Regions from separate parts of the Anser cygnoides genome. Here region 2 is linked to region 1. A link is a contact called in public Hi-C data. All regions are on one chromosome and are shown on one strand. Each heading gives the region's core, a stretch centred on a gene start, on an enhancer-like site or on the middle of the called end of the contact. The rest is flanking DNA. Distances are from core to core; before and after follow the strand shown.

The links. A called contact is a pair of places that touch in the nucleus more often than the background predicts.
Region 2: a contact with region 1 is called in a Hi-C map of liver, with 5 times the contacts expected there. The contact joins the promoter of TSNAXIP1 here to the promoter of PLLP in region 1. A contact is called at or near these places in 2 of 7 Hi-C or Micro-C datasets (both in liver).

The regions. Positions count from the first base shown.
Region 1 is chr12:11,979,228-11,985,237 of Taihu_goose_T2T_genome, reverse strand. It overlaps PLLP (plasmolipin), which reads left to right and starts at 3,721. Exons shown (of 4, transcript XM_067004362.1): 1 at 3,721-3,937. The coding sequence starts at 3,821. TRNAL-CAG (transfer RNA leucine (anticodon CAG)) reads right to left here and starts at 3,369; the gene lies at 3,287-3,369. It overlaps TRNAL-CAG (transfer RNA leucine (anticodon CAG)), which reads left to right and starts at 3,061; the gene lies at 3,061-3,143.
Region 2 is chr12:12,114,007-12,120,016 of Taihu_goose_T2T_genome, reverse strand. TSNAXIP1 (translin associated factor X interacting protein 1) reads right to left here and starts at 2,384. Exons shown (of 16, transcript XM_067004346.1): 1 at 2,303-2,384; 2 at 912-1,000. The coding sequence starts at 962. It overlaps RANBP10 (RAN binding protein 10), which reads left to right and starts at 1,178. Exons shown (of 14, transcript XM_067004357.1): 1 at 1,178-1,315; 2 at 3,863-3,974.

The DNA.
Region 1 (6,010 bases), core at 2,472-4,971:
AACTCTTCCACCCCAGCCTTGTTGAACCTCACCTGGTAAGAACAGGGCAACTCCCTGTCCTCTGCTTTTGCCTAGAGCCTCCGTGCTCTCCCCATCTTTCAGCTAATTGATGTGCTCCCTCATCAGCTTATTTAGAGGACCAGAGTCAGCTTGCTCCTTGGGGAACATGCTTTTGCCATTGCCAAACTCTCTTTCTGGGACCATCACCACCCCCTGCCTGGTGCAAGAGCTCTTCTGGCTCCTTACTAGCTGTGATCCATGTGCAGTGTGTATTCAATTTCAGTGCAGCTGACTCACCACCTAGAAGAGCAACAGGTTACAGATGCTGGCTGTTACTGGGGACAGTGCCCAGCTGGCGTTGGCTGGGGATAGGTTGCTGGGGCTAAGGACAAGGGATATTCCAGCTCTGGGCCATCATTCTCATGTTAACACTGGGGATGCAGCAGGAGAGAGGGGGAGAATGGAAGAAAAGAGTAACGAGGCATGTCTGGGATTCAAAATGCTGTTTGGGGAATAATTCCTTACCCTGAGACAGAGCTGATTGCATCATGTGCTGAAAGTGGGGCTTGTAACTAATAGCGTTCATGCTTGTACCTGTGTGACAAAAAGAAACAGCCTGCTGCAAGGGCTGACTTGCCAGTGCCCCTTCTCGCTGAGCTGGGCTGCAGCCCAGAGCTGTCCCAGCCGCCGTGCTCCATGTCCAGCGTGCACCTTCAGGGCACCTTGGGTTCGCTCGGCTGGCAAGGCTCTGGAGGAGGGGTGACATTTAGGAATCAGCCTGACTGCAGGCAGCAATCCCCCCCCCAAGGACACTGAGATCTGTGACAGATGGGACAGGCGACCAACAGCAAGTTCTCGAGCAAAGGTGAAGCACTGCCAGCAGTGAGCACCTCTGCAAGGCTTCCTCCACTCCTGGTGGTGCCACCAGCCTGTGAGCCCCTGGCCACCGCCTCCAGGCATCTGGCTGAGAGCAAAGGCGCCTGTCAGCAAAGGATGTGAGGTGTCCCCTGGGCGCTCACCGGATGGCTGACATAAAACCCCCAATGCCCACAGCTCCTGGCTCGTGGCCAGGCCTCCTGGCTGGCTGCAACCCCCCAGCCTGGCTGGCCTGAAGGTGACACGGGGCCACAGCCGCCTTGTGTTCTCTCCTGCTCCTTGAAAGGGTCCTGCTCGCGCCCAGGAGCACAAACAGCACTCTGCCCCAGGTCTGCTGGCCACCGGGTTTCCCCGAGTTGGCTTTTGCCTCTTGCTGCAGTGGACAATGCCATCATGTGGCTGTTATGACTCTCTGCTGAAACATAACACACTGCTGCCGCTTCCTGCCACACTACCAGCAGATCCCCTGACTGGGTGCAGGTAGCAGGACCAGGGCTGCCAAGCACTGACCTCACTTGTGGGTCCTGTGTCCCACCACAGCTGCACCCACCCACCCTCCCACGAATCCCACGGATCACGAGGCCGTGTGGCTGTGATTTCAGTGCTGTTGTATCATTTCCTGCTTACTGTGGTGCAGGACAAACATCCTGCCTTGATGCTGGAAACAGCTCCATGCAGCCCACTCTGAGGCGGCTGGGACTTTCACTGCGGAACAATGGGCTGACCAAAAAATAACTTTTTCTCTTGGCTCTGTTCCTCTGGACTTATCTTTTCCCCTTTCTGCTCCCCCATTCCCTTCTCCCTGTCCTGGCTACTTTCCCAACTTTCTTTCTTAGTGTCATGCAAAAGTGGCTAAGAACAATTCTTCTGGGACATAATCACTGGCAGACAAGGTAGGAAGCTGAAGGCAGACTCAGTACAGACCTTCCCAACTCAAGTATTCTAAACAAAAAGTGTTTTTTTTTTTGTTTTGTTGTTTTTTCCCCCCGGGGACGGGCTGGTCCCAAAAGTTCCAAAGTTACAGAAACAGCTCAAGAAGGGAGTTGCAACCAAGACCACAGACCACCCTCCCATCCCAGCACAGTCTGGTTGCATGTGGCATTCAAGATGCCCTGCCACCTCCCCCAGTACCATAGCAGTCCTCACTTCTTCAAAATATGTAGTATCACAGTTAGTACAAAACCACTATTAAATGTACTCAGATCCTCTGACTAAATAAAACGTGCTAAAATAAACCAGGCCAAGGTGGACGCCAGGACAGCGGGACACAGCTGCCCCTTGCATCCCCCGAGTGGCTGCGCTTGCTGCCCCGCGTCGCCCAGCACTCGCTGCGGTTCAGCCCCACGGCACACGGGACGGGCAGGCCCCGCGCACACGGCGCCCGTGGGCTGCCGGCTGGTGCCGTGTGCTGGGAGGCCAGGCGGTGACACCCGACGGTGGCACCGCGGGAGGTGCTGAGTCATGCTTGCAACCACCGTGTGGTCCAGGCCGTGTCCCGCCGTGGTTTTCCCCTCGCAGGCCTCGGGTCGGCAGAACAAAGGCACCGCACAGTCCTGTCAGCGGCCGGAGGTGGCCCCGCGAGGCCCTGGGCTGGGACTTCCACCGGGTGTTTTTGTCTGGAGGTGGAAGTGGTCTTGGCAGGTTAGCTCAGCCGCCAGATTTAGCCTTTGGAAAACAGACTGCATTGTTTCACTACCAAAACCGCTGCCTTTGATAGTGACCTCTGGGGGGGGGGGGGCTGTTTGTGAGGTTTAACCACTTCAAGGGCAGCCACAGCACTGTTACACCTTCGGGAGCACATCATTCGTTGCCCTGCCCTTTGCAGACACCGTGCAAAACCCCACGGGAGAAACAAGCAGTGGCGAGGGAATTACGAATCAGTCTCGGGGCCGAACGAAACCGCCGACCCGCTTGCCGTCAAGCGGCTTCGGGGCGGGAGGGCAGCCCTGCGGGGTGGCAGCTCTTGTGGCTGCCGACGGCCCCGGCAGTCGGGCAAGGCTGGAGGGGAGCCGCGGCGCTGCCCACACCCGCAGAGCTCGCCCAGGGGGTCCTCGGCGGCCCGGGGGGCCCGAGGGGAGCCGCGCCCTGGGGGCCACCGAAGGGGCGAAGGGGGAGCAGGTTGTGGGGGGGGGGGGGGGCGGCTCCCGGTTGTGTAGCGCGGGCCGGGCGGCGGCGCCCAGCGCTGTCAGGATGGCCGAGCGGTCTAAGGCGCTGCGTTCAGGTCGCAGTCTCCCCTGGAGGCGTGGGTTCGAATCCCACTTCTGACAACCCGCCGATCATTTTGCCTGGAGCCCTCCGTGGTTTTTTTTTTTGTTTATTTTTTTGTTTCACGATCGTTTTCCCGACCTCTCCGCAGCGCCGCCGCTGCCCGCGCCAAAAGGCAGGAGGCGCCCGCAGCAAAACGCGGAGCTGTCAGAAGTGGGATTCGAACCCACGCCTCCAGGGGAGACTGCGACCTGAACGCAGCGCCTTAGACCGCTCGGCCATCCTGACCCGCTGCGCCAAGCGCTTCCCGCAGCCCCTTTGGTGCCACGCGGCGCCGCCCCGACGGGGACCCCGGCCCCGTCTCCAGGAGCCGTCAGCGTGGCTTCACCAAGGGGAAGTCGTTACCGACCCGATAAACCTCTGTGATTAAACAACTGCCCTGACAGACGGTGGGAGAGGAGCGGGCGTTGTCTGCCTGTGTTTCCAGAAGGCCTTTAACACTGTCCCCTGTCAGGTCCTCACAGAGGAGCTGTTGGCGCAGGGTCTGGATGGGCAGACTGAGGTGGGTTGAAGCCTGGCTGAATGCCTGGGCCCGGGGCCTGGTGATCAACGGTGCCAAGAATGGCTGGAGGCCAGTGATGAGCGGTGTACCCCAGGGATTGACACTGGGTCCGGTCTGCTTGGGATCTGCATTAACGAAGATCCGATAGGGCAGAGGACGCCCTCAGTGGGTGTGCAGATGACACAAAGGCGGGAGGAGTGGCTGATGCACCTGAGGGTCGTGGTGCCACCCAGGGGGCCCAGGGCAGGCAGGGACATGGGCTGCCTCCTGCAGTTCAACAAGGGCAAGAACCAGGTCGGGACACACCGTGTGCAGGGACGGGGTTTTTTTAGCCCCGGTCCCCCCCCCCCCACCTCGGGGGGCTGTGCCGGGAGCAGCCCCGGAGCCCCCGCCCCGACGGGGCGGGCCGGGCCCGGTGAGGCCGGGGGGGGGGGGTCTTCCCCCGGGGCCTCCCCTTCGCCGGCGCTGGGGGCGGCCCGAGCCGTGCGGAGCCGTGCGGGTGCCCGCAGCATGGCCGGGCTGCCCGGCGCCGTGCGGACGCGGAGCGGCTCCCCCGGAGCCTCCGCCGCGCTGCCCGCCCCGCGCCTCGCCGCCCTCGACGGCGCCTTCCTCTGCTCGCCGCTCGGGGGGCTGATGGGCGCCCAGGCCGTGAGTACCGGCGGTACCGGCGGTACCGGGGGGGGGGCTCGGCCGCGGACCCCGCGGGTGCTGCCCGCTCCTGGCGGAGCTGCGGCCGCGGCGCCGTGCCCGCACTTTCCGTCGGCGGGGAAATCGGTTCGCGGTGCGGCTTGCGGGGCTTTCTGAGCGAGCTTCCGTCTGCCCAATCTTTCCGAAGGCGGGTGCAGGCAACCTGAGGGAATGACGGCCTTTGAATGGTTTTCTTTCCCCTGCAGGCTGATAGTCCAACCCCGTATTCAGTGGCGTTGCCCTGGCCGAAAACAGACTGGATTTCCCTTTGCCCTTCCCCGTCCTTGCTTTCGGATTAATCTCTAACCCCGAGGTGCTGCGGCCTCACGCCCTTTCCCCTTCTCCCCTCGTCAAAGCTGAAGGAAGCTTCTTCTGCTTGTCCTCATGGCCTGGCCTCAACGCCCAGCAGCTCTCAGCGCCGGGCACGGGACGATGCACGCAGCCCCGTGGGACACAAGCTGAGGGACCCGCAGTCCCCGGCAGGGTCTGGGCCATGGGCCAGCACCGTGCCGGTGGGCGAGCTGTGTGGTGCGTGCCCCTCTGCCCCCCTGGCTGGCACCGTGGGGCCAAGCTGCAGGATCCCAGCCCACCACATGACGTGAGCTACAAGCGTGTAGACGTTTTTGGTCAGGGGAGGTGTTTGAGGGTAAACCTGCATACAAACAGGTCGGGGAGACAGCGTGCGCTTGCATGAACTGTGACATCCCAACCAGCACGCGTTGGGGCTGCTCATGGGTGCCTGCAGGGCTGTCCCGGGGTGGTCCAGTTGTCCTCCCCTGCAGTCAGGCTTTGACAGTTGCTTTCGGACAAGCCCAAGGGTCTATGCATTGTCAAAATGAGCAGCAGCAGCATCTCACCCTCCGGCATTGCTTCTGCATCGGAGACAACCACAGAATGAACTGCTCCTGATCCTGGTACCTGAGACTTTGGATGCAACAAAGTGCATGTGTATGGGTGGGTGTTCACCTGTGTACGGGGCCATGTGTGATCTGTTCCGCTGTTTGCTACAGAGAAAGCCAGTGGTGCCGCCCTTCTTTGCTGGAGAGCCTGTTTGCTTGTGCACCCTCCTCAGCACAGTGTTGTGCTGGGCAGCAGCAGGATGTGCCCCGAGCAGCTGCTGCAGAACACCTGCTGCTGTCCTGTGCTATCCCAGGCATGGCACAAACCAGGACTCTTTATGATGCTGATGATGGGCAAAAAGCAAAGGATGAGCAGTTAGGGACCTAATTTGCCATAGATGTAAATCCACCCACGGGGGAGGCTAACACAGCTATGTTAACAAGCACCTGTGTCCAGATTTTGGCTCCTGAGCATGGCTGGGCTGGTTGTGACATGGGAACAAGCACTCAGGGAAGGGTCAGGGAAGAGCATTGCAAGGGGGTGTCTTAAGGAGCATGGGGAAAGAGAGAAGGTGCCAAGACCAGTAGAAGCTGCTGCCGTTACCATCTCTGCAGCCCACCAGTGTCACTGCTCAGTCTGTACTGCTTCCTTCCACAGCAGTGTTACATGTGCTTGCACAGCTCCCCAAAACCTCTCCTCTAGGGGCTTCTGCTTTTCTTCCTGTCGGTGAGCTCCAGGCAGCTCGCACACACCATCTCCTGCTGCCAGAGCACGCCTTTTTTTTTTCTCCTAAGTTTCTCCTGAATGCCTGTTTTGCCATCACGAGTGTTAGAAATCAAC
Region 2 (6,010 bases), core at 1,135-3,634, 140 kb before region 1:
AAAAGAAAATTAATAATGTGCCAACAGAAGTCTGAGGCCAAAGATTTCACTGTCAAAACCTAAATTTCAGACTGACTAAGCCTTGAAACAGTTAAATGTAAAGGCTCAGAAGCTTAAATGCCTGATTTTCACTGCAAGAAGCATGAAGATTATATTGGAGAAACAGTAGGATTCCAATCTATTGAGATTTGATTTTTTTTTTTGTCCAATGAGAAAAATGCTTAGAGAATGTCCCAGCTCTAGGGAAAGAGTAATACTTAAAGTCCTCGTATTACTGGAGCAATAGCTTGTCACAGAAGTGGCACATTCCTGAAATACAACCAAAATGCTAATGAGAGAAAACAACAACTGCAAAATAAAAATGAAGGGGTTAAGATCTGTAAAAGTCATTATTACTTTGTTGGTGTACGTTTCTGGGATTTATTTTTTCATGATTTGGATATACTTTTTCTCCATACTAGTTTAGTTTATTTACTAAGACTGATGCATACTATGGAGCAGATGTTCCTGTTGGCTGTAAGATGCTTTTAGCCTGCAATTAAACAACTTGTGGTTTCTTTCTTTCCTTAGTTTAAACTATATGGGTCAAATTCTGGCTGCAGTATTTGGCATGTATGTCCACACAAGTTGTTGCAGCCAAGAATGACGTTTATATTCCTCTTCTCTTTCCTCCACCCTTAAAGCTCCTATAATTAATTCACAAGGATGACACCTGAATCTGAAATACAGGAGTTTGCATCACCACACAGCTTCTGCCCTTCCCATCCCCCTTCGCTCTCAAACAAAATACAAAAATAATTAAAATTTGCTTGACTTCCTAATAGCTTTGGGTGATCCCTGGGCCTCCAGCAAGATTCCAAAGTTCACTATTAGGTAAGGGCTGGGTGTTTCGCTGGAATTCTTGAACTCACCGGAGTCTTCTGTTTCTTTGGCAGGATGGGTTTCAGACTGTTCATATGCATTTGGCAATTTGCAATCTCACAGGAAGATTCAAGAGGTCCTGTGCAACAGCAGGGAAGAACACAGAACATCTTCAAAACATACAGAATTAACTAAATATACAGTTGAAGACTGAGAATCTGGCTGATGTATACCTAAAGTAAGCAGCCAATTATGCAGTGCCTGACAGACGAAAATATCCGGCAGATTAATGTACACAGAGGGACGGATGGAAAGATTTGTGGTACAGCTGAACTCCAGGACTGGCTATTTGAAAACCACTACAACATTGGGTACTTTCCTCACTGTCCCAGTGACAGCGGCCAAGCTGAACCCTGCAGCTGGACAAGCCTGAGTAAATCGGTCATCTGAAGAGGTGAGATTAGAAACAGCTGGAAAAATGATACCCATGAGTCAAGAGCTGGGACTTGGGGTCCCAAAAGTACCTGCAAAGCTGGTTCTCTGGGCTGGTAGTAGTGCCAAGCGCAGATGACCCTGCAGCCAATCGAATTGACAAGTCATGGAAGAAATATAATCAGGAACTGTCTTTATAGAATCATAGAATATCCTGAGTTAGCAGGGACCCATATGGGTCATCGAGTCCAACTCCTGACACCGCACAGGTCTACCCAAAATTTTAGACCATGTGACTAGGCGCACAGTCCAAACGCTTCTTAAATTCAGACAGGCTTGGTGCCGTGACTACGTCCCTGGGGAGCCTGTTCCAGGGTGCGACCACTCTCTCACCCTTTCTAGTCTTTCCTAAGATTAGACATGGGTAGGCGTAAGCGAAAGGCCTTTCAAGTAAACATACAGTTGCACGCGTGTTGTGGGGAAAACGAGCGTCACCATAACATGGTAAAGCAATCTAAGGGATGGCAGTGAATTTGTGGTCCCGGTGCTGGCAGAACGCGGTCGGACACGGCTCGGTATCCAGGTATCGGCAGCGGTGACTGGCGGGCTGTGACACGGCCGCTTCAAGCCGCAGCTCCCCGAAACCCCCCAAACCCCCCCAGCAGCTCCGCACTGCCGAGGGGCAGGGCCTGCCTCGGTCCCGGCCCCCGCTGCCGCTGCCGCACGCCTCTCTGGGCGCTCCCCTGGGCCGCCCCGGGGAGAGCGCCCCGCCGCTCTGGCTGACTCGGGCCCTTCGGACCGCCTGAAACCGCCGCGCGTCCGCTCGGCCCCCCGCGGGGAGCGACGGCAGCGAGGAGGGCGGAGAGCCCCGGGCAGCTGCCTCGGCTCCACCTCAGCGCGGGGTCCCCCGGGACGGGCTCAGGCGGAGCCGCCCCAACGGCCCGCGGGGCTCCCCCGCCCGGCTCCCCCCGAGCCGTCGCCGCCGCCCGCGCCCGGCCCCGTCCCTCACCGGCGCCAGCCGCCTGTTTACAGCCGTCGCCATGGCGACGCCCGCCCCCCCGCCCCTCAGGACCCCCGCCTGCCGCCGTAGGTGCCCCGTCGGCGCCTGCTGCCGCTCGCCAGGCGCGGCGGCGCCGTCGCGGCCCGGCCCCGGCCCCGCGGGACGCGGGCTCTGCGGAGCGGCCGGGAGCGGGGCGAGGCCGGCGGAGCGGCGTCCCCCGCGCTCCCCGCCGGGCGGCCGCTTCGGCCCCTGCGCGGAGGCAGGCGACGGACGCCGGCAGCCGAGCTGCGGCCTCTCGGCACGGCGGCGCCGCGGGGCACGCTGGGAGAGCGAGTCCTACGAGGGGCCGCGCTCCGCAGAGCCCAGCGGAGCGGGGACACGGTTCCCAGCGTGCATTGCGGCGGGAGGGAGGCGGGGCCTCGAGCGCGGGGCCTTTCGGGGCTTGTAGTTCGTCCGAATGCGGGAGGCGGCGGCGCGGGAGCGGGATGGACTCCGCTTCCCGTCGGGCGGCGCGGCCCCATTGTGGCCACGCTCGCGCCCCATTGGCTGGCGCCGGGAGCCGGGCCTCGCTCCCCGCCCGGTGACACAAAGCGGATCCAAGATGGCGGAGGCGGGCGCGGGGAGCCTGCACGGGGGGGACGCGGCGGCGGCGCCGGGCCCGGCCGAGGAGCAGGAGCTGAGCCGGCGCCTCCGCCGCCTGTACCCCGCCGTCAACCAGGAGGAGACGCCGCTGCCGCGCTCCTGGAGCCCCAAGGACAAGTACAACTACATCGGCCTCTCGCAGGGCAACCTCCGCGTCCACTACAAAGGTGCCGGGGCTGGGGCGGAGGCGCCGGGGTGGGCCCGGAGGGAGCCCCCGGGCAGGGCCGGGCTGGGCCGGGCGGGGCCCCCCCGGGTCCGGCAGCCCCCGGGGAAGGGGCTCTCCGGCCGCGGGACGAGGCGCTGGGGCCGGGCTCCGGCCCCGGGGGGGTTCCCCGGGCCCGGGAGGCCCGTGCGGGTGCCTTATGTAACGCTGCGCAGCGCCGCCGGGCGTTGCGGGCGGCCCGTCCTCCGTAGGGCCCGGCCGGGGGCTCGGGGGGGCCCCGCACGCTGCCCCAGCGGGGCTGCCGGCCCGCGGCTTAACGCGAAACAGGCGCCTGTAGGGCTCGGGGCTCGCTGTGGGGCTTTGCTTTCTCGCTGCCGGGGGCCGTTGTCCCTACCCTCCCCGCGGAGAGCCGGTCGTACCCTGTGCTGCCCGGTTAGTAAATACTGATGTCATTCCCCTCTTGCGTAACGGAGCTGTCTCCTAGCCGTGTGTGCCGGTCTCTAAGCTGAGCGTGTGGGGAGATGGAGAGGGAGCACCGCGCCTCGCTCAGCCTCTTCGGGGGGGAAGACAAAGGGAAGACTACAGCGCTGGCGGTGAGGGGGACGGAGGTGGTGGCAGTGCAGGATCGCAATCCCGCTTCTCTGAAAAGGGCGCTTTGAATGTGTGGAGAAACAGGTCCCTGCCAGGTTCAGCCAGCAGAGCTTTAGAACGAAACACGAGAGGGTTCAAGGCCCATAGGTACTGAAATCTTTGTTCTTTCCTAGGTCATGGTAAAAACCACAAAGATGCTGCCTCAGTCAGGGCCACGCATCCCATACCTGCAGCTTGTGGCATTTATTACTTTGAGGTGAAGATCGTCAGCAAAGGTAGAGATGGGTGAGTACCTGATTCCAGTCTGGTGGTTGGTGGCGTGTGTTTAACAGCCCTGCTGTGCTCAGACCTTCCTCTCCCGAAGGGCTGGAGGTCAGACGGCTGTTACGTGGGGTTAACAGGGAACACGGGGTAAGAATGCTCTGGAGGCAGAGGCACTTACAGAGCTTCTTAATGCGCAGTTTGATGTGGACAGTTATGCAAATAGAAGAAATTCTGGGTGCCTGGTACAACTTGAATTATAATCCTCCCTTCTCTTGTTAGCTAGGTCTGGTCGCTCAGGTACCTGGCAGTAAAAAGAAGTACTGAGGCATCACAGAGGTGGCCTGGGAGCCTAGCCCTAGGTCAGACAGATGGAATTCACGGCAGACAGCAGAATTGCACTTTTGCTAGTTTTCTTCTTTCGTGTGGGGGTGAACAATCTTTCTTGGAGACATTTCTGTTGAAATGTGGGTAGGCTTCAAATTTAGCATTCGTGTTGACAGGAGGGAATAAGGGCCGCTGATCACTGAGAACTGCTCTGCCCAAGCTCCCGATCGGGTGATGACACACAGTTGTTTTCATTAGGCTGTCTCATGGGAAGAAAAATTTAGAAATCAGGATCTAACTAATGAGTGCAGGGTTCATGTTTGGATCACAGCTCCTGATGGCTTAAAATTGAAGTGAAGAATAAGGGAGGGACCTGAAAATTAATGTTGGACTGTTAGAGGGATGTTTGCATGGGGAAGAGAGGTTATAGAGCTACAAGAGTGCTGGAAGGAGAACGTCTGAGGCTGTTTTTAAATGTCCTGTATACATGATGAAGGAAAAGGTCTTGTGGAGGGGGGGGGAAGGAATGAGGTGTGTACGCATGTAAGCTGGAATCAGTGAAACTTGTATCATTTCTGGTGTAGGTCCCGAGTTTGGACTCGAGTTGGTTTCTCAGGATAGATTGCATCGTGACAGATCACAACTGTGGAGGCTTGGGAGACTGTGCTGGAACCAGAGTGCTAAATATAAGAATGTTTTTCCTGACCAAACATATATATATGTATTATGGTAGTATTTAACACTGTAGACTGTTGCTGAGACTCTATTTGCCGTATCAGTCTATGCTATTTTGAACGGAAGAACTGCAAAAGCAGCAAATCCTATGTTAGCAGCAGCTGTACCTTACTAAGTGATACGTCAGCGACCTGACCTGGCAGTGAGTTCTGGATCTCATCCAGTCTTGTGGTCACTGTATTGGGCATTATTTTCACCCAAAATGTGGCTGGATCAGGACATCTCTTATGGAGTTCCTTTAAAAGCATATTCAGGATTTGGGGAAATGTGGGAATGCAGGAAAGGGGCATTTCTAACAGGGTTTGGGCTTCTGCTGGTAGTGTAGATTAGTTTTTAATCATGGTAAAGGTATCAACGTGCTTTGTGTGTGTGTTTTTTTTTTTTCCCTTGCTAAAGGCTGAATGTCACAGCTACAGCCATCCAGAAGGTAAAGCGGACCAGGAGAAGGTTTTGAGTGTAATTAATTAATCCAGGTCTGCAAGAATAACATTTGAACTGTGGCCTGTTTACAGGTCTTAGGGAAGGGCAGCAAACATTCCCACTAGAAGCCAAATTAGTCCTAATTTCTTACTGTTGCTGTCACCGTTGAATTGAGAAGTGACCTGTTTGTAAGGGGACTTGCAAAGGATCTTCAGTGGTGTTGCATTTGTTGCAATAATTGCAGTAATTACTAACTGTAAAAGGTTATCCGTACATCTGCGAATGCTGGGCTGAATGCTTTACGAATGCCGGGAGAAGACCTTCTCTATCCTTTCAGTTCACTGACTTTGTGTTGAACTGCTTGTCTGTTTTGAAACTGTGCACTTGATTAGTTTATGTAGCTGCTAAAATTAAAATTATCTACGGTGTGCATCAAGACAGTTTTCCGAGGAAATCACTTTACGAAAGGTCACGGAGCGGCACTTACTCCTTGCTGCGTTCCAGGTCAACGTTACAGGGAGACGATGGAATTTGCTGCATGCTTCCCAAGATCAGAGTTTTGTCTTTTTTTTCGTGTA